Linked DNA regions of Mus musculus: all the other regions are linked to region 1. The links are chromatin contacts, called in public ChIA-PET and HiChIP or PLAC-seq maps. All regions are on one chromosome and are shown on one strand. The core of a region is the stretch at or near the end of the contact, and the rest is flanking DNA. Distances in the headings are between cores, read along the strand shown.

What was found. ChIA-PET counts read pairs in DNA pulled down with a chosen protein or histone mark. HiChIP or PLAC-seq counts read pairs in DNA pulled down with a chosen protein or histone mark.
Region 2: an RNA polymerase II ChIA-PET map of memory CD8 T cells shows a contact between it and region 1, with 6 read pairs. The contact joins the promoter of Abtb2 here to the enhancer-like site in region 1. A contact is called at or near these places in 9 of 39 promoter capture datasets (cranial neural crest, embryonic stem cells, hematopoietic stem and progenitor cells and 5 more), 1 of 484 Hi-C or Micro-C datasets (B cells), 3 of 115 datasets of contacts at active chromatin or transcription factors (embryonic stem cells and memory CD8 T cells) and 1 of 9 other capture datasets (macrophages).
Region 3: an H3K4me3 HiChIP or PLAC-seq map of pro-B cells shows a contact between it and region 1, with 6 times the contacts expected there. The contact joins two enhancer-like sites. A contact is called at or near these places in 11 of 39 promoter capture datasets (the C10 cell line, embryonic stem cells, erythroid cells and 6 more) and 2 of 115 datasets of contacts at active chromatin or transcription factors (embryonic stem cells and pro-B cells).
Region 4: a contact with region 1 is called in an RNA polymerase II ChIA-PET map of memory CD8 T cells, with 19 read pairs. The contact joins two enhancer-like sites. A contact is called at or near these places in 1 of 39 promoter capture datasets (embryonic stem cells) and 2 of 115 datasets of contacts at active chromatin or transcription factors (bone marrow-derived macrophages and memory CD8 T cells).

What each region holds. Positions count from the first base shown.
Region 1 is chr2:103,942,356-103,948,910 of GRCm38.p6, forward strand. The region is part of intron 2 of Gm39896 (a long non-coding RNA gene); the gene reads left to right. Among named protein-coding and RNA genes, the nearest start is that of Gm39896, 9.4 kb to the left of the region's middle. Within about 2 kb of position 3,621, at least 111 of the 459 cell types and tissues checked have an H3K27ac peak or open chromatin away from gene starts, as enhancers often do. A contact at or near this core is called in B cells, hematopoietic stem and progenitor cells, macrophages and 4 more, where this site is marked.
Region 2 is chr2:103,563,196-103,569,337 of GRCm38.p6, forward strand. Abtb2 (ankyrin repeat and BTB (POZ) domain containing 2) reads left to right here and starts at 3,115. Exons shown (of 17, transcript NM_178890.3): 1 at 3,115-4,414. The coding sequence starts at 3,532.
Region 3 is chr2:103,491,303-103,497,541 of GRCm38.p6, forward strand. No RefSeq gene overlaps it. Among named protein-coding and RNA genes, the nearest start is that of Cat, 9.3 kb to the left of the region's middle. Within about 2 kb of position 4,524, at least 43 of the 459 cell types and tissues checked have an H3K27ac peak or open chromatin away from gene starts, as enhancers often do. A contact at or near this core is called in pro-B cells, where this site is marked.
Region 4 is chr2:103,676,965-103,683,825 of GRCm38.p6, forward strand. Abtb2 (ankyrin repeat and BTB (POZ) domain containing 2) reads left to right here. Exons shown (of 17, transcript NM_178890.3): 2 at 1,781-1,927; 3 at 6,314-6,527. Among named protein-coding and RNA genes, the nearest start is that of Nat10, 81 kb to the right of the region's middle. Within about 2 kb of position 5,512, at least 128 of the 459 cell types and tissues checked have an H3K27ac peak or open chromatin away from gene starts, as enhancers often do. A contact at or near this core is called in memory CD8 T cells, where this site is marked.

The DNA.
Region 1 (6,555 bases), core at 2,371-4,870:
ATAATTCATTTTGCTTATTATAAAGGTCTCAGAGTTCTCATTTGTAGAAGTTAAAATAAAATGGTGGCTCTTGAAGCCAACGGAATTTGGCCTCTTTGCTTTACAGATGAATAATATGGACTAGTTAGTACAAGCCACAAAAGCAGAGAGAGAGGAACAGTGTATCAGACATTCACAAATGGGCAGCCACCTACCTGCACACACACACACACACACACACACACACACACACACACACAGTATAGCAATGGGAATAGGAGCAGATTGGATCCCTTGGCTCCTGCCCTGCAAGAAATTCCAGACCCCATGTCACATTCTTCTCACCTCTGTGGTTGTGCAAACAAATCCCCAGGAATATTTCTATACATTCCTGTGTATGGAAGGTGCTGATTTTCTACACAAAATGTATTGATGTTTAAGTTGGCACATAACAGACTTTCAATTAGCATATTGAATAAGTGAGTGAGTGAATGAATGAATGAGTCAGCAAAGGACCTCAAAATACGAAGTTGTTTCCCAAAACCAAGACAAGTAGAACCCCTTAGGCAGTATCTTCTGAAGCCTCTAGTGCCATCATCTTTGTTCCCAGCCAAGCAACCTGCCCCAATGGCTGTGTCTCACTGTTCCTTGGACACTACAGTGAAAAGCCTTTGATTCAATTCTCACCCCCTCTCCTGTTAGAGCTTACTTGCTTTCGGACTCCACTGAGCACCCCAGAGCTGTTCTCGGAAATGTGTCTGCCTTCCCTCCACTCTTACCTTTGTCCTCAAATGAGACAGATGCTCCCTTCAGTGTTGCTCCTTCTTGGGACAAGCTGTCCTCTGCAAAGCCCCTTGATCCTGTGGTAATTAGGTCCTGGGAAGGGAGGTACCCTGTGGGTATCAGACCGGTTCAGACATGTCTAGACCCAGCTTAAGCTACCTTGCCTGTCAAGAAAGATGGGAGCACACTGAAAAGAAATGAGACCAATACATTCCCGTGGCTGGTGGAGCAGTGTGGGGTCCCTGCTCATCATTTTCAGGGCTACACCAGCTAGGAAGCTGTCATAAACCTTGGTTACATCCTGACACGGGACTGGCTACTTTGATAGCCTTTGCAAACAGAAAGATTTCTCTTTCTGAACAACAGGCTAGAAATCGAGTGCAAGCTCTTTTTTATTAAGAAGGAATACGTTTTTCAGTGGGTGGACAGTGTATACCCATAGTCCTGCCAGCTCCTCTGCGGCCTTACACTTGCACAAATAAGCATAAGCAAGTGTGTGCTTAGCCTTATAGCACAAGGGCAACCTCAGCAACATAATGAGACATGAAGAGAGCCTCTTACTTTCTTCAAAATTTGTTTAAATTGGTGTGTGTGTGTGTGTGTGTGTGTGTGTGTGTGTGTGTGTATGTGTGTGTAGGAACAAGGACAGTTATAGGAATCATTTTGTTCTTCTGTACCAACTCTAGGCTCTAACCTCAAGTTGTTAATAGTTTTCACTACTGAGCCATTACACTGGCCTGAAAACCCATCTTTGAAATAAATTAAGTCTCAGTATTCAGTTGGGATAAATGGGCAAAACAAATAAACAAACCTATAAGTTACCATAAATTAAAATCATGGGAAGTAATTTTATCTGTCTTTGGATATCTTATTAAAATATTTCAACAGTCTTGATAGAATTTTATTGTTTTCACTTACAAAAAGTGGAGATGCAGACAGTGAGAGGCAACAGTATGTATTCTAGGTAGTCCAGACTGACATGAAATTGTTAATAGTAATCCTCCTGCCTCACCTCAGCCTCCTGAGTGTTGAGATGAAAGGTATGCATGATCATGCCTGAATTCCATTCAGACTTATCTAATTGCATATAAGCATGTCCAACTGTAATTCGTGGGCTGTGGGATCCCCATGATAGCTATCTCAGAGTTTTTATTGCCACAACAAAATAGTGGGACCAAAAAGCCAGTTGAGGAGGAAAGGTTTAATTTGGCTTACACTTCCCTGTTGCTATTCATCACCAAAGGAAATCGGGATGTGAACTCAAGCAGGACAGGAACCTGGCTGGAGGCAAGAGCTGAGGCAGAGGTCATAGAGGGGTGCTGTGTACTGACTTACTCCCCATGGCTTGCTCAGCCTGCTTTCTTATAGAACCCACGACCACCAGCCCAGGGATGGCACCACCTGAAATGTGCTGCTCCCCCCACCCCCACCATTGATCACTAAGAAAATGCCTTACAGCAGGATCTCATGGAGGCATTTTCTCAAGTTAAGGCTCCTCCCTCTCTGATGACTCCAGCTTGTGTCAAGTTGACATAAAACCATCTAGTACAATAGCTATGGATGCATCTGAGCACAGCATCATGCGCTGCTTAGCAATTCGATTGGCATGGATCTTGAGTGTGCACTTGATAGGTGACAGCAGCATGTGCATCTTTCCTTGACATCGCTCCTCTGAAGAAACTGTTGTGCTTTTCTTTCAAGCTCCCCAGACCTCCCCTTGCCGGCTGGCCTCTGCTGCAGTAAAACACCACACTCTCCTGAAATGCTATCTTTGTACCATAGCTGCACACTACATAGAAAAGAGCACATGAGCATCCCTTGTCACGTGACCCCAAAGAGAGTCAGCCCATCTGACTCCCACCCTAAGGCTCAGCCTGGAACTTCTCCAGGATCTTATTCTAAAGACACCCCTCAGGACCTTGCTGCTTTCTGGCTACTCAGATGTGTACAGTAGCAGGACTTGAGACCTGAAGATCAGTGGGGTAGAAATGAGGAAGGAAATGACATGTTCCATGACTAGTGTCCCCAGCTTTGTCTTGCTCTTTCTAGATACAGCGCAGACCTCACATGGCTATAGTGTACTTGTCTGGCCAAATGTGGAAAGGTTTCTTTCTATCTGTTTCAAGGCTGCTTAAATCTTATACGTTTTGAGATGCAATAGGATTCCCTGGAAATTCATATGTCTCTCTAAATTGGGCTGGTTTGGCATTGATCTCTCTTCCCAAAGACATTGTAGGGCCCAGCCATAAAGAAACTATGTTCTTAAGGCCCTCTGCCCTTGAGGGCAGATCTGATCTTAATGTACTCCCAACTCCATCTGATCTGTTGTAACTATTTCTCTCCCCAATTCTTTCCTACTTCAAATCAAAGAACTCATCCTTATGACTGGATTCACCACCTTGAGGGCAATGCAAGGTCCGGCTTGTTCCTGCCTCCCTGTCCAGGCATCAGGGCTCCTAACTTTACAAAATCTGCACCCTCAGAGCTACCCACAGAGCTGCAGGCTCAAAGCGGTAACAAAGAGAAAGGGGGTTGGTTTGATGTGGTTAGCCTGCCACCCCTGCCTTTTCATGGTCCTGGCTCTAAACCACTCTCCTGCTCACCCCTCAGCCTGCACTGGGCTCTGGGGATGAATGCATGATAGACTTCACAGCCTCACCAGAGACTGAAGCAGGACCCACGGGTGGGGCAGGGGCACTATCATTTTTTCCCTGAATTCTTGGGTGCTTAGGCCGGCTCAGCCTCGGGATTGGGACCAAGAGAAAGAGAAAGTGAGAGCAAGCAGTGGAGCAAAGGCTGTTGTTACACAGTTTCCCTTCAGCCCCAGAAATAGAAAGCCAGACTTCCGACTTGCACAGCCCCTGTGCAAACCACTAGACCACACTGCCAGATAAGAAAAATGTTAGATTGTGTCATACTTCCTTCATGGGCTGCAGCTTCTGCAAATGCCCCTGTGTGTCAGAGAGTCTAAGGAATGAGCATCTAAGGGGCTAGATGGAGAAAGCCAACAGAGACTGTTGTCTCTCCTTTCTGGTTATAGGTTCATGTGTAACCACTAAAGGAAAGGGGAGCTCACAAAAGCATGAGCGAGCTAACTTAATTATTTGCATGTATGAGAGAGGAAAACTAATTGGAGTCTGCTAGCTAGCTCCTGTGCCCTTGACATTTTCAGTCCCCGTATACTTATTTATCAAGTACCAACTGGGTACCAGCTGCCACATTAGTACTGCAGATTTTTGGTGCAGAACAGGGAGGCTGGCCCAAAGTCAGAATCACCTAGATTCCACCTATGGGCTCAGTACCACTGCACCATGGAAATAATTTCCCTTCATTCTTTCCCCAGAGCAGCCTCAGCAGGCTCCCGTGTTGTCAGCCACTATAGGAAGAGTGATGGTCTGGGTGTTGACAGGCTCCTAATTGGAAGGTAGGAGGTGCCGCCAGAGATCAGCTATAAAAGTTATCTTTGGATGGGGGTAGGCTGCTGATGCTCAGAAGAGAATTAGGGGTGAGGTGGGGTGAGCTGTCAGCCTGGGACAGGGCCTGGCCTGGCAGACAGTTGATGCATGGAGGAGGGGCTGTTTCAAGGAATGGTAACAATAGTAAGCATGCCAGACTTCAGGACCAAAGAGTTCAAAAGAGGTCAGGTGCCAGGAAAGAGAGAACACCTGGGGTGGTCCCAAAGACTCAGGCCAGCGATAGCTGTTGAAAGAAGCTATGTGGCAAAGACAAGGGGAAAGGGAACCTCGGGTGTCCTTTTATTCAGTCAATAAAAATCCAGATGTTTCCAGGGGACTTTTATGCACTTCTAACTGTTCCAGGTTCTGAGACGTTCAAAAGAACAGCCAGGTGAGATGAATGTAACATTTACTTCAGCAATGATCAAATCCATACACCAAAACTATCACTGGTTAGGATGATGCCTGTACGTTATGTAATATCGGTACTTGTGCAAGCTCCTTCCTGCTGTTGCCTCATTTAAGCCTCTCAACGAGCCTGCAGCCCTGCAAAGTGGGTACCGTGGTCTCCGTGGTAGAAGTCAGAGCGGTGGAGGTTCTGAGAGCCCGAGTATTCTTACAGGGTCTGTGGAGCTCACAAGTGGCTGAATCAAGGGTTTTTGTTGTTGTTGTTGTTGTTGTTGTTTTGGGACAGGGTTTCTCTGTGTAGCCCTGGCTGTCCTGGAACTCACTTTGTAGACCAGGCTGGCCTCGAACTCAGAAATCCACCTGTCTCTGCCTCCCAAGTGCTGGGATTAAAGGTGTGCGCCACCACTGCCTGGCTTGAACCAAGGTTTTAACCTACGTTTGTCCTGAAGTTCCTGGAATAGCCCCTTTTACTGAAATAGCCGAATGATTTATGGAGTCTAAAGGAAAGGCTCATACTGGCCGATGGTGCAGAGGGAAGACCTTAGTAAAACGTGAGTGAGAGATGCTTAGGATTTTCAGTGTTACTGGAGCACTGGAAAGAACTGTAGGAGGGAGAGGGAACTGTGGGACCAGGCCACTGGTTTCTTTGTAGGATTGCATGATCTGTTCGAGGGCTTCAGAGCAGAGGCTCATCACCATCATTGAATGGCTGTGGAAGTTGTTTGGTGGTAGAGCAATTGGTTAGCATGTGCAAGACCCGCAGTACCACCCCCCCACACACACCAAACAGAACAAAGCTGACAACCCTGAGCCAGAGGGTGGAAAGTCTAGGTGAGGAATCGAGTGTGCAGAGCTTGCTCAAGTCTGGCCCAGCCCAGTGGAATGTCTCTGCTGGCCTTTGGTGACCCTCACAGAGCATACACGGCATGAGAGGGCCTGGTAGAAGGGTGAAGGTTCCAGAAGGCCTGACAGATAGACAGTCATGCCATAGGCAGGCTCAGCCTTCCAAACACTGGATCTGCAACCCTTGAAAGACCAACCAGCAGCGTTCATAGGGAAAGGGCCCCTCAGGCTGTGGGATGGACTTTGCTGACTTCCACAAGGACCTGCGGGTGTCCTGGCAGAGTGAGGAGGTGGCAGAGGCACCAGGGGTTAGAGTACCAGGGTCTCCTGAGAAGGAACAGGTGTGAAGCAGAGCAATTAGCCCAGAGGCGTCAGTGAGACAGACAGGTTGGATCTGATCAGGAGTCACAGGGATTACATCACCTGCTGGTGAGCAGGCTTCATTAAGTCTCCAGCGCATGCAGGACCTCGAGAAAACTTGCTTCTTTGAGGAGTCAGAGGACATGGCAATTAGAATAGTCTTTTAAAATCAAAACACTATGATGGTGGCTGGAGACTTCAAGCCTCTCTCGTGGTGTCCTGGGATTTCCAGAAGGAAAGAAGAGCTGGTGACTCAGATGCTGAGACTTGGACAAGCCCAGAGTGAGGCAGGTGCTCACCGTGTGAGCTGGCAGCTGCTAATGTCTTTGGGAACTGCTAATTTTCCCTTCTGCACCAGCTGCAAAAGGGGGACCATGAAACTGTCTCCCAAAGAGGCTGATGTTTACATCCCCCGCCTCTGTGGGGTGTGTGTGTGTGTGTGTGTGTGTGTGTGTGTGTGTGTGTGTGTGTGATGAACAACCCGGGTCACTGCCCTTATTCACATTCCCAAACACATTCTCACACTAAGTAGAAGACAAGGGCTATAAAGAAGGACTTGGAATAACCTTGCTAGTGGGCTGGTCTGCAGGATTTGAAGGGCGTCCTTACAAAACCAAACAGACGAGAGAGTGTTCCTACTACCACACGGGACCAGTGAAAGGAGATGTGCATCTGGGAGACCCCACCTCTGGTCAGACTAGGCGGGTTTGCATTTTGCACAGCCTGT
Region 2 (6,142 bases), core at 1,865-4,364, 380 kb before region 1:
ATATCAGTTACACTTTCCTCGACACAAATTCTTAAGTACATGAGAGCACGCGAATTCAGAAAGTTTCCTGCAAACTTAAACAGCCTGGCTTTGTGTTAAATTGTCCTATTCTGGGCTGGAGAGATGGCTCAGCAGTTACAATCACTGGCTGCTCTTCCAAAGGACCTAGGTTCGATTCCCAGGAATCACATAGCAGCCCATAACTGTCTATAACTCCAATTCTAGGGGATCCAATATCCTCTTCTGTCCTCTGCAGGCAACAGACACACACATGGTGCACAGATAAAAACACTTACAAAATTAAAATAAACTTAAAAAGGGAGGTAGAGAGATGGCTCAGCAGTTAAGAGTACTGGCCTGAGTTTCTGAGTCCAGAGGTCCTGAGTTCAAATCCCAACAACCACATGGTAGCTCTCAACCATTCAAAATGGGATGCCCTCTTCTGGCTTGCAGGCTCTATATGCAGAGAGAGAGCGCACTCATATACATAAATAAATAACTCTTTAAATTGTGCCATGCAGCCTTATATATTCGCCCACTAGCCTAAAGTTTATCATACTCCAACTTTACCTTCACAGTGACCTAGTCAAGAGGACACAGTAGCTAAGATAACTGCTAAATTTGTCAATGATGATCCACAAACTTACCTAAAACTGGGCCATTCTTCAATGCTCAGACTGTAATCTACCTTTCTCATAAACAGTTTGACTTATATTTAGATAGCTCAGATTATAATCCCTCACTTTCAAGGTAAATTTTAGGGCATTTTGTACTCTAATTTCCAGATTTTTTTAAATTTATGTTTTAAATAACAAAATAGGGGATTTCACCCAAGGATTACCTAAAGCTACTTCCTTTGTATGATTATTGGCATGAACAATCCTAGATCTAGGTGGTGTATGTGTGTGTGTGTGAGAGAGAGAGAAAGAGAGAGAGAGAGAGAGAGAGAGAGAAAGAGAGAGAGAGAGAAAGAAAGGTGTTTGTGAAGGCCAAAGGTGCTGGAGTTACAGACTATCCAATGTGGGTATTGGAAGTTGAACTTGGGTCTTCTGCAAAGGCAGTATGGACTCTTAATCACTGACCTACTTTTCTGGCCCAATGCTTTAAATTAACTTCTAAATTAAAAACCTAAGTATGTTCTATAGCTTGTGAATGGTTGATGTATCTTCTAAGTATCGTTTAATGTACAGAGCTGCTCTTTCTTCCCTCGATTTTCTTGCTATCTCTTAAAGAAATCCAGTTATTTGTCTAGGACCCTTGTGGGGCAGTTTAACACCCATGAAAGTCCGGGATTTCATTCTTGGTGTGTTTCTCTTTTTATCCTCTTTTTGGGGTTTTGTCAAAACCCAGGCTGGCTTCAAGTCAGCCCTCCTGCTTATCTCCTCGGTCCTGAGGTTACAGATATGAATAACCACATCTATATCCAAATTGGGCATGTTTATCTTTACATTTTAAGTCATCATGTGATTTAAATACACCAATACAAATATCCCATATTTTGTGTAAGAAGCACTCCAAATCACCTTTTTAGTTAATGTACCTTCCCAGTCAGCCTTTTGAAGAAAATGAACAAAGAAAAAAAAAAATTACTTCCTCTGGATATCCACTAGAGGACGATATTTCCTTTATTATATTTCTCATAATGGGTATTAAATCCATCAAACGGTTTTTCGTGTTTTCTGACAAGTTGAACCTCTAATTTAACTTCTAATTTCGCCTCTATAAAATGTGACTCTGTTAATTTGATGACTTATGCCTTGCACAGTACTTCCGTCCTTGACTCTGTTTCCAATTCTATGGCATCAGGAGGCAACGTCTCATGTACCCCAGGAAAGGAAAAAATTAAGTAAAACTGCCAAATAAAAAATCGCTTTATGGGGAAAGGGATCATTAATTTAAGGAAAGAGACAAACCAGACTTTTCTAGTTCGTATCCAACTCACGGCCCAAGGTCAGAACTGTAAAGTACAGCACAAAGGAGCTATTCAGGAGCTGGCGAAGAGGACTTGGGACGAACGTTGTGCACAATCCGCGCTTTGATTTTGCAGTCCTGCTGGAGGGGGGCTGGTGCACGCTTGTGCACGTGCGTGTGAATAGTTATGGAGGAGCAGCTGGTCCTCCGAGAGCTGGGCGTGGATCTATGCAATCAGTAGCTCTCTAGCGAGCCGCTTGGGGTGCACCTGGGCGCTACTGGAAGGACAGCAATTCACTGTACCCAGGAGGCACCGAGTCCCGAGGGGGAAGAAGACCTGCGGACCCGCACATCATGCCAGCAAGTCCTTAAAAGGGAACACCTGCATGCACGAGGTGTTCAGCGCAGGTCCTCGTTTTTCATCTGGTTCCTTGCAGGCACTCCCTCCCACCTTGGACAAAAAGGATCCGCCTGATAGTACACCGGTAGGAGGAAAGCCGTTCATTCTTTAGGTTTGGACTCCCACCTCCTAGATAATCCTTGGAAAACAGTGGACTGTAACAGTGGATACAGGGGTGTGATCACAGGCCTCTGAGTGCCGGGCTATTTTCAGGTCCCAGTTTAAGATAGTCTGTTTCGATTGGAGCCTAAAGTCAATATAAACAAAACTAGATAGATCTGAGAAGAGAAGCAGAGGTGCTCCCCTGCCCTCCAAACATAAATAGCTTTTCATTTCTCAAAAGAGAAGGAGGAGGGGCTTGGTAGAAAGTCGACAAGAAAGGTGAGTCGGGTCTCCTCCCAGTTTTCTTTTCCTACTGCCCTGGGCTGGGTGCTCACAGCTTTACAAGGAGCTGCCTGCCTAAGTCTAAAGCATAGAAGGCGGGAAAGGGACAGCACATAGGGGCTTTTCCTTTTCGTTTATCTTTTAATCCTCAGCGCTGGGGCCTGTTTTCGGGTTCCCCCGGCTTTCTGGGTCTCTGCGCCCCACCTCCTTGCCAGCTCGCTCGCTTGTTCTCCCCACCCAACCCCCTCAGCCATACCCACCCGCTACACCCCATTCTCGGTGATTTGCATATTTCCCGCCCCTCTCGGAAACCATTGGCATAGCCCTTGCCCGGCGTGGCTGATGATTGGTGAACCGCCCGGGTGTATTTGCATGCGGGCCGCTCCAGAGGACCTATCTGTGTCTGTAACCCGCGCCCCGTAGAAGTTTGTGGAGCGCTTTCTCAGCGGCTGGTCCCAGACGGACCTCGGGCGCCTCGCTCTTCGGTGGCCGCCCCGTTTTCTCGGGATTCTTTCTGTGGTGATGGACTCTCCGGACGCTCTGTAAGGGAAGCTGAGAGCTGGCGGCGCGAGTTCAGAGGAGGAGGGCTGGGAAGTCCGTTCGCTGACAGCGGCGCGACTGAACGCGGACGGCGTCGGGCTCCGGCCGGCTGAGAGCTTCGCCTACCTTCCCGCGGCCTGTGCGCGGGCGATGCTGCGGCCCCGAGGCGCGGCGCGGCGAGCACGGAGGGCGCCTCCGAGAGCCTAGAGCTGGTTTCCGCCCCCTTCCCCCGGGGCAAGTGGGCATGGAACAGTGAGAGCCCCTCGCTCGGCGAGGCCGCGCGCGGAGGCTCCCCCATGGCCGGGACATACAGCTCCACATTGAAGACTCTGGAGGACTTGACCTTGGACTCCGGGTATGGGGCCGGCGACTCCTGCCGCTCGCTCAGCCTTTCGTCTTCCAAGTCCAACTCGCAGGCGCTCAACTCTTCGGCGCAGCAGCACCGCGGGGCGGCCTGGTGGTGCTACTCCGGCTCCATGAACAGCCGCCACAACAGCTGGGACACGGTGAACACAGTGCTGCCCGAGGATCCCGAAGTGGCCGACCTCTTCTCCCGCTGCCCGCGGCTCCCGGAGCTGGAGGAGTTCCCTTGGACCGAGGGAGACGTGGCCCGGGTGCTCCGCAAAAGCGTCGGCGGCCGGAGGCTGCCCTCGTTCTCCGCCGAGGCTGTGAGACGCTTGGCCGGACTCCTCCGCCGGGCGCTCATCCGCGTGGCCCGGGAGGCGCAGCGCCTTAGCGTGCTGCACGCTAAGTGCACCCGCTTCGAGGTGCAGAGTGCGGTGCGCCTGGTGCACAGCTGGGCGCTGGCCGAGAGCTGCGCACTGGCAGCGGTCAAGGCGTTGTCCCTCTACAGCATGAGCGCTGGGGATGGGCTGCGCCGCGGCAAGTCGGCGCGCTGCGGCCTCACTTTCTCCGTGGGCCGCTTCTTCCGTTGGATGGTGGACACTCGCATCTCCGTGCGCATCCATGAGTACGCGGCCATCTCGCTAACGGCTTGCATGGAGAACCTGGTGGAGGAGATCCGGGCCAGGGTGCTGGCGAGCCAGAGCCCAGATGGCGGAGGGGCAGGAGGTGGAGAGGTATCCGCTGAGGCCTTGGAGATGGTCATCAACAACGACGCCGAGCTCTGGGGAGTCCTGCAACCCTATGAGCATCTCATCTGTGGCAAGAACGCCAATGGTAAGCACGAGGGGGGTGTGGGTGAAGGGAACCTTGACCTACAGGCTGGGTGGGCCACCCCAGGAGTGGATTTTCTTAGGAGCAAGCTGTGAAGTGAACCACCGGAATTCTGGGAGAATTCTTAAGTGGAAATCTTGTCAAAGGTTGTTTTAGGTGTCTAACTTTTGAGGATAAAGTTGTGGTTAGTGTTCTGTTGACTGTACACTAATTGAGTGAGAATGGGTGCGTGGACCAAACTACTCCTGAACCCTCTAAAGTGAGTCTTGCTGCCCTGCTACGGTTTTCCCTGTTAGTTGGATCTCTAGGAGTCTATTTTCACCTCACCATAGGTAGATTGTGGTTCTTCTGGTGTTGTCTCAGCACTGTGGCAGCAAGCAGCCCAGGGGTCTGTACTCTCAACACCTGAGCCTTGGATAAATGGGATGGGTAGATTAGAATGGAGAGCCCAGTTTCTGGTGCTGCACCCTGGGCTTAATGGTGCTCATAGTCAGGCCTCTTGACAGGAGGTGGAGGGAGAGCTCCCAGCTCTTAATACTATGTGCCCAGAGGTGAGGGAAACCAGAGACTCTTGAGTCTGCTTCCCAGAAAGAGCCACACGCTGGCTTCTGGGGCTGAATTTTCCAGCTGTCATTAGCCAAGTAAGCATTTGATTAAAACCTCATGTTAAATTAAATGCACAACCTTTTAGGCTTTCCTGAAAGGAAAGATGACAGGCTCAGTAAACCGCATTATGGGAATGGAGTGTGGGGGATGGGCAGCTGCACGGCGCGGAGTCTAGAAAACTAAGCACTGGGTAGCTGCACCCCAACTGAAGGCATTGCAAGGCTTCAGAGCCAAGGGTGAAAACAAAGCACTTGCCGTTTGCTATGGCAGTTTAGAGCACGACATGCATTCAACAGCAGACTGCTTATCTGACACCAGCTTCAGGGGTGGCCACCATGTATTATTTAAGATGGACCAACCTTATGGTCCAATTGGAAGGGTCACTTTGTGTGCAGCTTTCAGTGGCAAATAAGCAGGTAATGGAGGAGACCAGGTGGATCCTGGAAAGGGAGAAAAGTCAAATTAGACGTGGCTTAACATACTCATGGTAGCTAAACTTTAGAACAATGTGGCTTAACATACTCTGGATAGCAAAATTTAGAACGATAAAATGTAGAATACCAGTAATAGTCACTGTACTTAGCACTCTGTATATGATGACCACTTTTATAAACTAGCCAGTGTCTATTGGCAGTGTGAAACTGTGAACTGTGTGTTTAGGTTTCTGTCCCCATTTTCTGCATACAACCCCTAAAATTCCTGGAATCTCCAAAATGAAAATATATTCTTGTATGGCAATGACTAAGTAAGAGCTTGCTACCTGTAGGTAGTTTCAGGGTGGGGATTAGTCACCAGAAAGAATAAAGCAGTCTTTAAAGGGTTAGTACCTTCTGACTTCTATCCCCAGCCTCCCACAAGAGGGGTGAGGCAAGACAGAAGGTTAAATTGATGATCAATCAATGGCCAAGATTCTAATCAATCATGCATGTATAATAAAGTCTTCATAAACAAAAAAACAAACTTCAAGAGGAGAAGTTTCCTGGTGCTTCTGGGTAGCTGAACACCAGAAGGACAAGGGACTCACCTTCCTTCTTATGTTGTCCTGTGGGGGTCTTCACCTGTGGCCTTGTAACCTTTATAAATAAGCCAGGAAATAGATAAGTGCCTCCCTAAATTCTGTGAGCC
Region 3 (6,239 bases), core at 3,274-5,773, 450 kb before region 1:
TTGAGTACAGACTGAGAGGACAGGATATAACTCAGTAGGAGCACTTGCTTGTATATGCAAGGCACATATGCTGGATTCAAACCCCAGTGTTGGGTGGAGTATTCAACATGAGGGAGGTATCTATAAAAACATAAACAGTTGGTTATAAAAACAAAGATCCTGTGTGAAGCCACTGGTCATAGCTAGTCTGTGGGAGAACAGGTGTCTCTGTCCTTTATTTCCATAAACTCAGATCAACAGGACTTTGAGAAGCAAAGTAGCAAGGAACCTGGTAAATCCCACATTAGTGTCAGAGCACTGGGTGTGGGACCTAACCATTTACAAAATTCATGATCTCAGGCAAGTTATTTAGTCCTAGGTGTGTAGGTGTGTGGGTGTGCACTGCAGACAAGAAACAACTTTTTTGTTCTGTTTTGTATATAATGTGTGTGAGCACATGCATGTGAGCGTGTGTGTGTGTGTGAGTGTGTGTGTGTGTGTGTGTGTGTGTGTGTGTATTGGGGTGTGGATGCATGTACTCATGCTTGCACATGTGGAGGTTGGAGGAGGATATTTTTGCCCTATCTACTTTTCTCCCCTTCATTTCATTTAAGACATGGTCTTTTATGGACTCCAAAATTCAGCATTTCCTTAGGTGGACCAGCAAGCTCCCAGGATCCTCCTGGCTCTGCCTCCCAAGGCTGATATTATAAGGAAGTGCAGCCATGCCCTACATTGTATATAGGTGCTGGGGATTTGAACTCAGGTCCTTATGCTTGAGCAAGCGTCCTTGTGTACTAAGCCAATTCTCCAGCTCACTTTTTCAAGATGAGATCTCTCACTGGCAAGGAACTCTTTGAATAAGGCCCAGGCATCTATCTGTCTCTGCCTCCCTAGCACTGGGATTGCAAGCATGTGCCTCCACACTTGGCCTCATAAAACATGGCTCTGGGCGGCTGGAGAGATGGCTCAGTGGTTAAGAACACTGACTGCTCTTCCAGAGTTCCTGAGCTCAATTCCCAACAACCACATGATGGCTCACAACCAACTCTAATAGGATCTGATGCTCTCTTCTGGTGTGTCTGAAGAGAGTGACAATGAACTCACATACATTAAATTAATTAATTAACTAATTAATTTAATTAAAAGCATGGTTCTGGGTATTGAACTCAGATCCGCATGCTTTCAAAGCAAGCACTTTACCTCCTGGGCTATAGCCTCAACCAAGCTACTTAGTCTAAACTTCCATTTAAGTGGAGCTCAAAACACCTTCTACATTAGTTATAACTTATACCAAAAAGAACAACAAAATAAACTTGCTTAAACACATTGTCAGTGTTTATTTCCCTCACACAAAATGTCTCAGAGCCAGAAGGTTCCAGGGTGATTAGGCAATCCTGCCGTCCTTAACTCAAGCGGTCCATCTCTTAGTCCAAGGTTCAGATCGCATGTTCATTGCATGCCAACCACTGGGAACATGGTCAAAGGCACACATGCACAGTCGTTTGCAGAGACCAGCCTGGAAACCACACACTTCATTTCTTCTTCCACTCCTTCCCACTGGTCAGAATGTAGGAAACTGGGACATGTACTCACTAGCTCATCACATGTTTAGCAAAACTGAAACATTTTACTGGAAAAGGATATGGGGAGTCAGATGTTGCCAGGATATGGGCAACATCAGCCACATTAAGCTACTGGAACTATTGTGAGTGTTAATGGAGAAAATACTTAAGAGAATCAGTTGTGAGTATTCTCAGTTACAGGAATTGTCATTGCTCTTTCTCCCATATGGGTCTTTTATAGGCTATTTCTACTCTTTAGAAAATCTAACCAGTTTTATGTTAGGCTATTACTTTGTATGTATCTCTGTAGGGAACACTCTAGCTAAGAGACTGCCTCTGGCCACTGCATACACAGCTACAAAGTCACATTGTAATGAACTGTCTATGTGCCAGCCCAAACTTTCCCACACCATGCATTTTCCTTTCAGAGCAGTTTAACAAAAATTTATATTGTTCCAACTATGACCAGGCTACAGGGGTTTTCCAGTATTAACCTATTTAATTATGAGTCTAATGATCTTCACCTCCCAAAGCCACGTACACAATTAGTGATGAGGTCAGAATTTAGACAAGGCCCTGGAGATAAAATCACAACTCTTTCATTGCTCTCTGCTTGCACCAAAGTAGACAGGCAGCGCTAAAGTGAGCTTCCTGTACGCTTAGAGTATTCTTCCCACATTGGGTCGCCTCCTGCCCACCCAGAACCTGGCTTTGTAGGAAGCCATGTTTTGTAGTCACAGTCAAGGAAGATCACAGGATAATGGCATTGAAAGAAAGCATGATAGGTAGCAGTGGATTTATTCGTGAGGGCCAGTGAGGTTACTGAACCCACACCACATGTGAGAGGGGGACATAAGGGGAACCAGAAAAGACAGTTGGAGATTTGGACCCTTGCTGAGCAGCAGGGATGAAAGAAAAAGATCTCCAGCCAGCTTCCCTCCCCTACAGCAAAGAGCAGCTGGTGACTTAGACTTCTATGGTGGCAGAATGACTTTTCCCCGAGAAAACATGTTCATGAAAAGACTCCATTTCTCGCAGGTAAGAGGATCTGCTGACCCACTTCTCTGACGTTCCTGATCCAGAATGACTGACATAAACAAATTCAATGCTGAGACTTTGTGACATGAAGCAATCGTCTCCTAATGGTGCCAAATGTCAAAAGCAGTTGCCTCATGAAAACAAAGGTCAATTATGGTGGTTAAAAAAAAAAAAGATGTCTACAGACTCAAGTGGGTCAGAGATAATGTGTATGTGTATGACTGGGCACATACAAAGATAGCAAGCAAACATGCAAAAATCTAGATCAAAGGTGAACAGTTGTTCACTTGCTTGTACTGCTTTGGTTTGCTCTTTTTGCAATTTTAGTGTTACATCAAAGTAAAAATGCACCTCCTAAAATGTAAATATATTCCTTGAGGCATTCATTCACCAGCATTTTCTCAGACAATACCTTAACAATATAAAGTATTTGGCAATGGACTGAGAGGCAGGATGGGATCCAAAGAATCCCACATATAGGGCAGGGTGTCTAGATGAAGAGAGAGAGTGAAGTGAGTTGAACTCTAGCTTTACTCACATCACGTCTGAACTTGCACCTGAACTGTTTTCACAGAAACCAGTTGAGAGATAAAGAGGGAACTTTCAAAAGCAGGAAGGGTCTAAACACAAGTCGTCGGTGAGCGATACTGAGAAAGGGCTGCAGGCGTCCCTTAAACTGTCTATGTATTATGAGATTTCATATGCCAGTACTTAGAAAACCCCGAAGCTCCCTGACAGTGAGCAGTCTAAGCTTGTCCCATATCATTGTCCCGAGGAACGGAATCATTGGCCATGAACCCATGCTTCTGGCTTTCTCATTACTGTATGATCAGTCACGTGCTTGGTAACATCGGCTACTGTCATCCTTACAGGGCCTGAGTTTATCCACCTTTGGTGGTGTTTTGAACATGCCCCTACCTCACTACAGGCTCACACTGTTAAGTCTACAGATTGCTCTGTATCTTGGTCTGTGAACAGAAACCCTGAGAACCCACGTCTTGACTCATGGAGTTGATTATGTACTGGAAAAGTACTCTGCCTTGTACCAACACAAACTACTCAAACGTGTGCTCCTGTTATCTGAGTGTCTGTAGTAATAGTCAGTCATGAAGTATAGTATCATGGATAGTCATGGATAAAGTATCATGATGTCCAAAAAAGACTAAGGCCACTGCTCCCCACAACAAACAGAAGGTGCTTATACTGGCTGGTTTTGTGTAACTTAACACAAACTAGAGTCATCAGAGGAAAAAAGGAGCCAAAGTTAAGAACATGCCTCTGTGAGATCCAGCTGTAAGTCATTTTCTCAATTAGTGATCAGTGGGTCAGGACCCAGCCCATTGTGAGTGGTACCATCCCTGGACTGGTTGTCTTGGGTTCTATAAGAAAGCAGGCTAAGCAAACCATGAGGAGCAAGCCAGTAAACGGTACCCTTCCATGGCCTCTGCACCAGCTCCGGCCACCAGGTATCTCCCTTGTTTGAGTGCTTGTCCTGACTTCATTTGGTGATGAACAGCAATATGAAAGTGTAAGCTAAATAAACCCTTCCCACTAGACAGTGATGCCGTACGCCTTTAATCCCAGCGCTTAGGAGGCAGAGGCAGGCAGAGATCTCTGTGTTCAAGGCCAGTCTAGTCTACAAAGTGAGTTCCAGGACAGCCAGGGCTACACAGAGAAGCCCTATCTTGAAAAAAAAATTAAAAATTAAAAAATAAATAAATAAAAATAAAAAATAAAATAAAATCTTTCCTTCCTAACTTGCTTTTTGGTCATGGTGTTTCATCAGAGTAATAAAAACCCTAACTAAGACAGTGCCCAAAATACACTGAATCCCCTAGAGAGCATCAGGTTGGAAGCATGACTCAGCAGTGCGGGTCTCAGGTACAGTATCTGAGAATTCAGCAAGTCACACGGTAAAAAGCCTTTCATTGGACAGACAAGCAAAGGGGAAGTGTGTGCTTGGTTACCAGCAAAAGCACATGTTCTCCTTCTATTCTGTTCTTTGCTGCCTCTCCAACATACCAGCAAGACCTTCCCATGACCTAAATATTAAAAAATATATTATATTATATGTAACCATTTAAAAATGATATATATCATAAAAAATGATAGTCTGTCAGCCCATAAATTGTAGGACCAAAGCCAAGTTATTCTTTGCTTCTCTTTCAAGATGCATATTTTAAAATATAGAAACAGGAAAAAAAAGAGGAAGAAGAAGAGGAAGGAACATTAAGAGTACAAACATGTTGAAGAGCCCTCTTTAACCTGTGCCAGATGGCCCAAACCATCTACTCCCAACCATTTTAGCCCCCCTTTGCACCTGTGAACATATACATAGGAAATGACAGACAGCAACAGCGTCGGTACAGCTAAACTTTGTGCACACCCGCCTTTCCTCCAGAGCACTAGAAGTTTGTGAGCACAGCGTGAGGCAGCCTGAGCCATAACTTACATGCTAAGTTTAGAGAAAACTGAAATGTTGATAGAGACTAGATCTCAGCCCTAGTCTGAGGCAAGCACTAGGAGTCTGGTATTAGGAGGACCACCATATATCAGAGCAGAGCCCAGGGGACGGTAGATAACACAGGGCTTGAGATGGCTTCAGGAGGAGCGCAGCTCTCCAGGGGCAGAGGAAGGCCTGGCTCAAGAGCGCACACTGCTTTACTGGGAAAGTGGTTTTGCCTGTGAAGAGGCATAAGGAGACAACACCCTCTTAGAGTAACAGTTGTCTAGGAAATAGCACAACTGAAGACCATATGGCATTCCATCATAACCGCATCTAAAGAGTTTCAGCTGGTTGGAACCATGACTTGGAGTGACCCCTGTTTGCCAAAACCTCAAATCTAACTGAAACTTGTTTCCCAGTCAATGACCCGTGATACCTGTTTTGACTAACACACAGCCCTGTGGATGGATGCCTCCCTTCCTATGCACAGCGAAAAGGTTTTGTTTTATTTTGCTTTGCTTTGGTTTGTCTTGAGGTCCTGGGGATGGAACCCAAGGTCTGGTGAATCTAAGTGATCATTCCATCATTAAATTGTATCTCCAGCCCTCTCAGTTTTGATTCTTCTTCAACAAAAGCCTTCACTTTTTTTCAAGTATTGAGGCTCGTTCATGTATGGTGAAAGGTAAGGGATAATTCCCAGCCCCAGAAAAGCCTTATAAAACCAACAAGAGTCTGGAGGGATCAGTTAGAACTTGCTAGCCTCAAGTGAAAGGGAAGACAACTGTAGGGAGGTAGACACACAACTGTGGCAGCTGCTGCTCCTGGGAGGCAGAAATGTCATAATCTCACTAAAAATATTTCTTTTAAGAATCAGAATGGAGCCAGGCATTATAATTATTTTTTTCAAAACTTATTTTTAATGAAGGTTCCTAAATGCTTTAACCTTCGTTTTAGCCCACCAGAGGTAGTGAAAAAGAAAGAATACGAGGGAAATGGACCTGTTTAGAAATGGTTCTTTGGAGCAATTCCCATCTGTGTTGTCAGGAAATCAGCTGTTAAGTTCACAGGTCTGCAGCAGCAGTTCAATTCAGTCACAAATACTTCATGGAAGCATCAGCAATCCAATTCAGTAGAGTTGGGTCAGCAGCAGCAGTAGTATGACCTAGCAAGAACAGCCAGGCCTCAGCCTCCACACAGGTCAGCAGGAGGGA
Region 4 (6,861 bases), core at 4,262-6,761, 260 kb before region 1:
GACAAGTCAGCTGAATTTCCTGTGCCCTTGCCTTAAGCACTGCAAATGTGATCCACATGTCCCAGTGTTGTTTCTATCAATGAAAAAGGAGAAAGGAGGAGATGCTGGTCTGCACTTGGGCTGCCGCAGGAACCCCACCCCCACCCGGCTATTAGGACTGGGGCTCTTCTTCTGTTTAACTCATTTTAATGTTTAAAGCATTAAACACTTCATCCTGATGTGTTGGTTACTCAGCTGTTAGGATGTGTGCTGCAGGGAACCCAGCAAGGTTTAGAGAATGGCCCAGTTCTTTCTCCTCCCATGGAAATAAACATTTGAGGAAGTGCTTTGGTTTAGGTCTTGTGGAGCCAATACTGGCTGTGATGTGGATGGGGGAGGCGTAGTGGGGCTAGCCTTAGCTACTCTAGCACCAAGGAGGATGGCTAGACAGAACTATCACTGTACCTGCAGGGTGATCTAGACAGACACAACCAGGAAGGGCCCCAGGTTAGGGGAGGACTGCCCCCATGCCTTTGCCCCTCAGGAGGGAAATGTCACAGGCTCAGAGGGGAGCATGCATAAGTGAAAGGGCCTTGAGTTATCCAGCTGTGTGCTCAACACACACATGAGCCACAGAACAGGAGCAGCGTGAGTTTTGGTGGTGTATTCACTGACTAGACTCCTAGAGGGTCAAGGCTACACATTCTAGGACTGTCGCAACTGAACCTGACTCCTACTCCTGCTGTGTGCCTGAGAAAGCGATTTACGTTCCTCCGCCATTGTCTCCACTTAACAGAAAGCCCAAGTCACCCACCCAAGTTCATGTAGCTGATCACATGTCAGCACAGTGTTTATAAATGCCAGAGGACTGTCCTAGAATCCCTTGCTGCTGCGTGTCCTTGTCACATCCCTGCATGCCAGAGAGGAGACTCTTAGTCTTGCCACATTCTACAAACCCTCCCAGTTTCTCAAGAAATTTTATATTTTTCTCTGAAAATGACTGGCAGGATTTTGCTATTTTTGTAAGCAACACATAAGCAAAGGCTAGGCAGAGGCTTGAACAGTCCATCAGAGAAGTAGCAACTCCCCAGAATTTGGGAATTCCTGCTGGAGGCTGACTGCAGTGAGCGTTCCCCTGCCACGGGTTCTGATTTCCTGGTGTATGCTGGAAGACTGCACAGTGAGCTGGAGAGATTTCCAAGCTGGCATTCCCTGGGATGGATTCTGAAGCTCCCTTCTCTGCTGCTGAAGTGCTAATGAGAAACACTAATTGCACTTGGCCAGGGGCTGGGACAGTCCCACTCATGAAGTAGAGAGGGCAGTATCCCTTTCCAGTAATGTCTCCTGGCCTTCTGAGCTTAGAGAAGAAATGGACTGAGTGGGAAGGGGGAAGATGCTGCAGGCAGCTGGCCTTTGGAGGAGCAGGATTGTGATCATCCAAACTGAGGAAGCATAAGTGCTATAGAGAAAACGCCATGTCTCCACGTCACCCCAGAACCCTGAAAGCAGCACTCTGGCCCAATTAAGCATGCTAAGGGGCCCCGGAGCCTATAGGCCAGTTCCTTGGCAAATCCGATTTCTGTCTACATATTGGTAAAATCCCAGGAGAACTGGTCCACTTCTCTCTCTTTATGACCTCTGAGGCACTAGGCAGAGCAAAGACCCACATTCCCAAGGCTCAGTCGGGCTTGTCCTGTGACTTAGTCAGGACAGGGAGCCCTGAGCCCTGAGCACAGTAGCTGTGATATGGCGTGCAGAGTTTCTTCTCCCAGTGTGACTCCTCCATCTTGTTCCCTCACAGGTGTCCTCTCTCTCCCTGCCTACTTCAGTCCCTACAATGGTGGGTCCCTGGGCCACGATGAGCGAGCAGATGCCTATGCTCAGCTGGAACTTCGGACACTGGAGCAGTCACTCCTGGCCACGTGTGTGGGCAGCATCTCCGAGCTCAGTAAGTATGGTGCTTGGGGGAGAAAGTGAGACAGAATGCTCTGACTGGGTCCTGGCACTTAGACAGGCCTTCCCAAGCCTGCTGTGTACCTGAACTCCCATCTCTTTCCTCGAGTTCTTGCCTGTGGCTTCAGTTCTAGTCAAAACACTAGCCACCACTTGAAGCTCACATATCTACTCATAAATAATTTAGTTTTCCATTCCAACTAGAAAATATTAGAGTCATAGGACAGAGTCTTGCTTCCTTTTGCCTGCAGCTTTCCCAGTGCATAGAACGTCCCCCAACACCAATACCAGCTCCTGGTGCTCAGTATGTGTGTGAGAACATAAGTGTAAACCCATGTGTACATTAGAAGGGGTGAGTTCTATCCCACCCAGTTTGGCTCCTGAAACTCTCCTGAGTTAGGTCTCTATTTTGGCCTGGTGCTAGACCAGGCTATGTCATACACCACATTGCCTGGTTCCTCCCTCTGAAACCAAAGGTTTTGCTAACCTACTCTGCAGGGGAGGGGACAGAGGTGGAGGCAGATATTTTAATTTTTGTTCCAGAGACTAAAGACTTTAATGAGCCTAGTGATACTTGGCACTGAGCACCGTGGACCTAGAATTCACCCTAGGCTTCCCGTGCATTAAACTCTCTCTGCCTAGCCAGGGCCAGCCTGCCTGGTAGGTTAGGAAGCTGCATTCTTCTAACAGGTCTAGCTGCATGGGGAGCTCTGGTCTTTGGGCTTGCTCTGTCCTTCCATACCCATGAAAAGTTAAAGAGAAAGAACCAACAGAAAACAAACTTCTCTCGGAGGGTGGCCAGATGTTGGAAGGCTTATTTTGAAGACAGTGCTATGTTCCAGACTCTCGCCCGCTGTTTTTATTTGATGGCTCATAATGAGGGCTGGAATAACCCGCGTGAAAGCTGTAGCACCTCTAATCAAGTCTTTTGTGGCTAGTAAGGGGTGAGGGCTTGCTTTCCCATGCCTGGTAGGTGGCTCTGGGCATCTGTCCAAGGTTTCCTTGAGCTCTGGATCAGTCGATTCTCGAGTAAGATACAGGGATGTCCCAAAAGCATCAAGCATCCACCTGTGTAACAGCCCAGCCCAGCCAGCTCACGGCTTCATGAACAAGCTGTGCCAAGGGACCGTGGAGTCCCTGAGCTCAATTACAGATTAAAACATTGCAAAATAGATTCAAAATGGGTATCTAGAAAAATGAGATAAGATATGTAAAATGAAAGCCAAATCTTTAAAACTTATTCTTAAACACCGTCAAATGGCTGTGGATGTCATTTTTTGTGTTTTTTGTTTGTTTGTTTGCTTGTTTGTTTGTTTTCTTCTTCTTCTGAGACAAGGTCTCAGGTATCCCAGGCTGGCTCCAGACTCTTTAGCATAGATGAAAATTACCTTGACCTTCTGATCCTGCTACCCCTCCCTATCTCCTCTAAGAGCTGAGGTTATGGACATGCACCATCATGCCCCAGGTTTATTCCATGGTGAAGATCAAACCCTGGGTTTCATGCATGCTAGGCAGCACTCTACCAAATGAGCTACATCCCCAGCCCCTATGGGAATCTCCTTAAAAAGTCACTCTTCGTGTTTAGAATTAAACTGTGAACTACTAACAGGTTCGTGGCTGGTACCAGCGTGTGGCCTGTCTCAGTTCACAGAGCATGGGAGGGGAGGGGAGGCCCCAGGTCCAGTCCTAACTAACTTTCATGCTAGTTTGCAGCTGTGACCCATTTTAAACTCCTGGTAGCGTATTTCCTCTTTTTCTATAATGGAAATAAGTACCTACTTCCAAGGTGAGTCTAAAGATTAGGTGAAATTTTTACCTGTGGGGTTTGTTTGTTGTTTTCGTTACTGTTGGGTTTTTTTTTTTTTTCTGTCTATCATAAAGCTTAAAAAAATAGAAAATGGCAGGGGTTAAAATTTTACCTAGGAGAGTCCAAGGCAAGCTGTGGTTTTGGCCATAGATGGGTTGTGGAGATGACTCGGCTTTTACACAAGTCCTGTCCGAGTTGTCTCCAGGCATCTGTCCCTTGGTCTTGGAGAAAAGCTGCCCTTAGTAAGGGTCAGATTGAGGAAGCCAGGCCTCTCCTCTGCCACCTTCGTGGGTTTTCTGAACCTCTGAGCCCCTGTGTCCTGTTTGCCGTTAGAGGAAGCTCCAGGAGCAGCTACTTCTCTGGCTGCCTGGAGTCTCTTGCCTACATTCTGGCTGGAAGTGAGCTGCTGAAGGGAGCCCCACCAATAACCATGAAAGGATAACAATCACCCGCGCTGATGGCTTTCACCCTGTCCAGCTCTTGGAACAGTATCTCAGCACAGCATCTCTTCGATGCTATCTCAGACACTTTGATTTCTCTTTCTTGTAGTCCTGTGTTTCGCCAACTGTTATGACATTTAGACCAGAGAAAAGGGAGCCAGGTTTCGGCTTTCTGCCACCAACTCAGCTGGTACTGGCTGCTGGAAAAAGCACAGCCTCCTGCTGCTTTTGATGCCAGTTTCTGCCACCCAGGAGCCCTAGGGCAGGGCTGGGATCTGGCATTGCAGCACCAGATTCCTCTTGTCTTGGAAACTGTGGGGCAGTGTGTGGCTGTAGGTAGTGGTCCTGAGGACTTCAGGAGGCTCAGGAAGGATGGAGGGATGTTGATAACAGGATGTCAATGATGCTGGTGTTATCCTCAGCTTTAATAAATAAGGGTTGGTTCCAAAGCGGTTAAGTGTGTCTCAATTATTATTCCTTTGACTCCTCTAAATTGATTATGTGCTAGCATCTCCATTTCACAGACAAGGAAACTGAGGCTCTGACCATTATTTAAGGTACACAGACTAGAAGTAGCTGACCTTCGATCTGAAGCCACAGGTATTGGAGTCTGGAGTATCAGCTCTGATCAGGTTTCTCAGTGATGGTTTTTAAGGCTGAGTATTCAAGGCACCAAATGATTTTACATATTAAAGGTGTCAGATCCTGCCCCAGACTAATGAAATCAAAAGTCTGTGGACATGGGTCAGTATCGGGACCCCACTCTCACCAACACTTTTGGCCCTGGAATTGGCAAGAGTCCCCAGGCAACTAACTGTGATTTGGGGAATGAGAATCAGCAGGGAAGAGACAGTGTGCACCTTGGTTGGGGATAGTACCTGAAGGACTCTTTCTGGGTGGGGTGTTCCAGTTGTGGTCATTCGTCCCTGCTTGTAGCTAGTTGCTATCTGTGACTGTACTGGGAGAATTTGGCAGTCAATAGGCTTAAGTCAGTCCTTAGCTGTTGTAGTATATGAAAATGAAATGCGTGCACAGTACCACTTCCTCTACTCATCAGGCATTTCTGAGCAGCTTGTGTGAGGGAGACTCTGCAGGACTCTGGAACACAAGAAATACCGAATCAGACACCCATTAGCTGAGAGGTGGAAGCTGACTAGTTAAAGTAATGAATTGTCTCGCTGATTGAGTTACGTCATATGCACAGTTAGACCCTGATGCTTGCTGCTATTCTGTAGAGTTAGCTGAGTCCCTAAGGCTTCCTGTGGGTAGGGCCATCTGTGAGAGACTTCTGTGAGTTCGGGGCGGCTAGCCCACAGCAGAGACGCCCTGAGCTCTCAGGCTTGGAGAACACAAAGGCAGCGCTTGTTCTAGAACAGAGGCGCCTGCAGGTGCGTGGGGCGGTTTTAGACCATCCTTTCTCAGCATTGTGGCCTCACACAATGATGGCACATTTCCTGTCAGGGGCTGCTAGGATGTTGAAAAGACTAAGACAGAAACACAACACAGGATATGGGGCCCTGTGACCCCACAGATTCCAGTAAGGCAGGGTAGAGCCCTTATCACAGTGAAGTTCATGGGCTTTGGAGTCACCTAGCCGACAGCCCACATACTTCACTGCAGCTTCTTTGTGACCAGAACGCATGGAGTCAGGATATGTTCAGCAAATAAGTCTCAGTGCCTCTGACTTGACCCTTAGCGCTGTAAGGACTGAGTTGAGTTTATAATGAATTGTTGAGTGTCCAATGGATGGTGGCAGCCATTATCTTCCAAAGTCCCAGGGTTTGCACACGAGAGCATAAGGGAGACTCTCCACAGGGCCCGTGCTTTGGCTGGTTCCCATGGTCAGAGAACTGAGGGAAGGCCCCTAGGGCGGTGGAGAGAGTGGAGATGTTGAAAAGGAAACCACATTAGCATAAGTTCTGGAGGAAGACAGCCCTGCCAAGTGTTTGTAATTCAGCTGTTAAGGCAAGACTGGAAATGAAAGGGAAACCAAATTGCTATTGTGCATCTAGGTGACAGTCTCCTCCTCAGCCTGTGGACTCTGGGGTAAACAGTAATTACACTAAGTGAGGGAGCTGCTACCCTAGGAGAATGTGGGCTGGGAGCTCAGACTTGTCCTTTTCCCCCTTCCCAGGTGATCTGGTCTCTCGAGCCATGCACCACATGCAGGGCCGCCACCCCCTGTGCCCAGGCACCAGCCCTGCTCGCCAGGCCCGCCAGCCACCACAGCCCATCACGTGGTCCCCCGATGCTCTCCACACACTCTACTACTTCCTGAGGTGTCCACAGATGGAGTCCATGGAGAACCCCAACCTGGATCCCCCAAGAATGACTCTGAATAATGAACGGTAGGTATCATTTTTGCCTGGTCACCAAGTAGGAAATGCTCACAACACACATGTATCTTCTAACAGTGCAAGCAGCCTCCTGGAGCTGGCTGGCTGGTCTTAAAGGTGGCCTGGGTGCTCAGACAGATGAAGGCTCATGTGCAATATGATATTTCAAGTCCCATGTGTAATATATTTCTTTACCAGGGCAGATGTGTTATGGGGTCACCAAGGCTGGGAAGTGGGCTTTCGTCTCAGCCTGGAGTTGGTCAGCTTAGCGTGCACCAGCTAGATCAGCTCTTTGAAAGTTCAGTTTCCTCTACAAAACGAGACATCCTTGCAGCTCTGGAAAGGT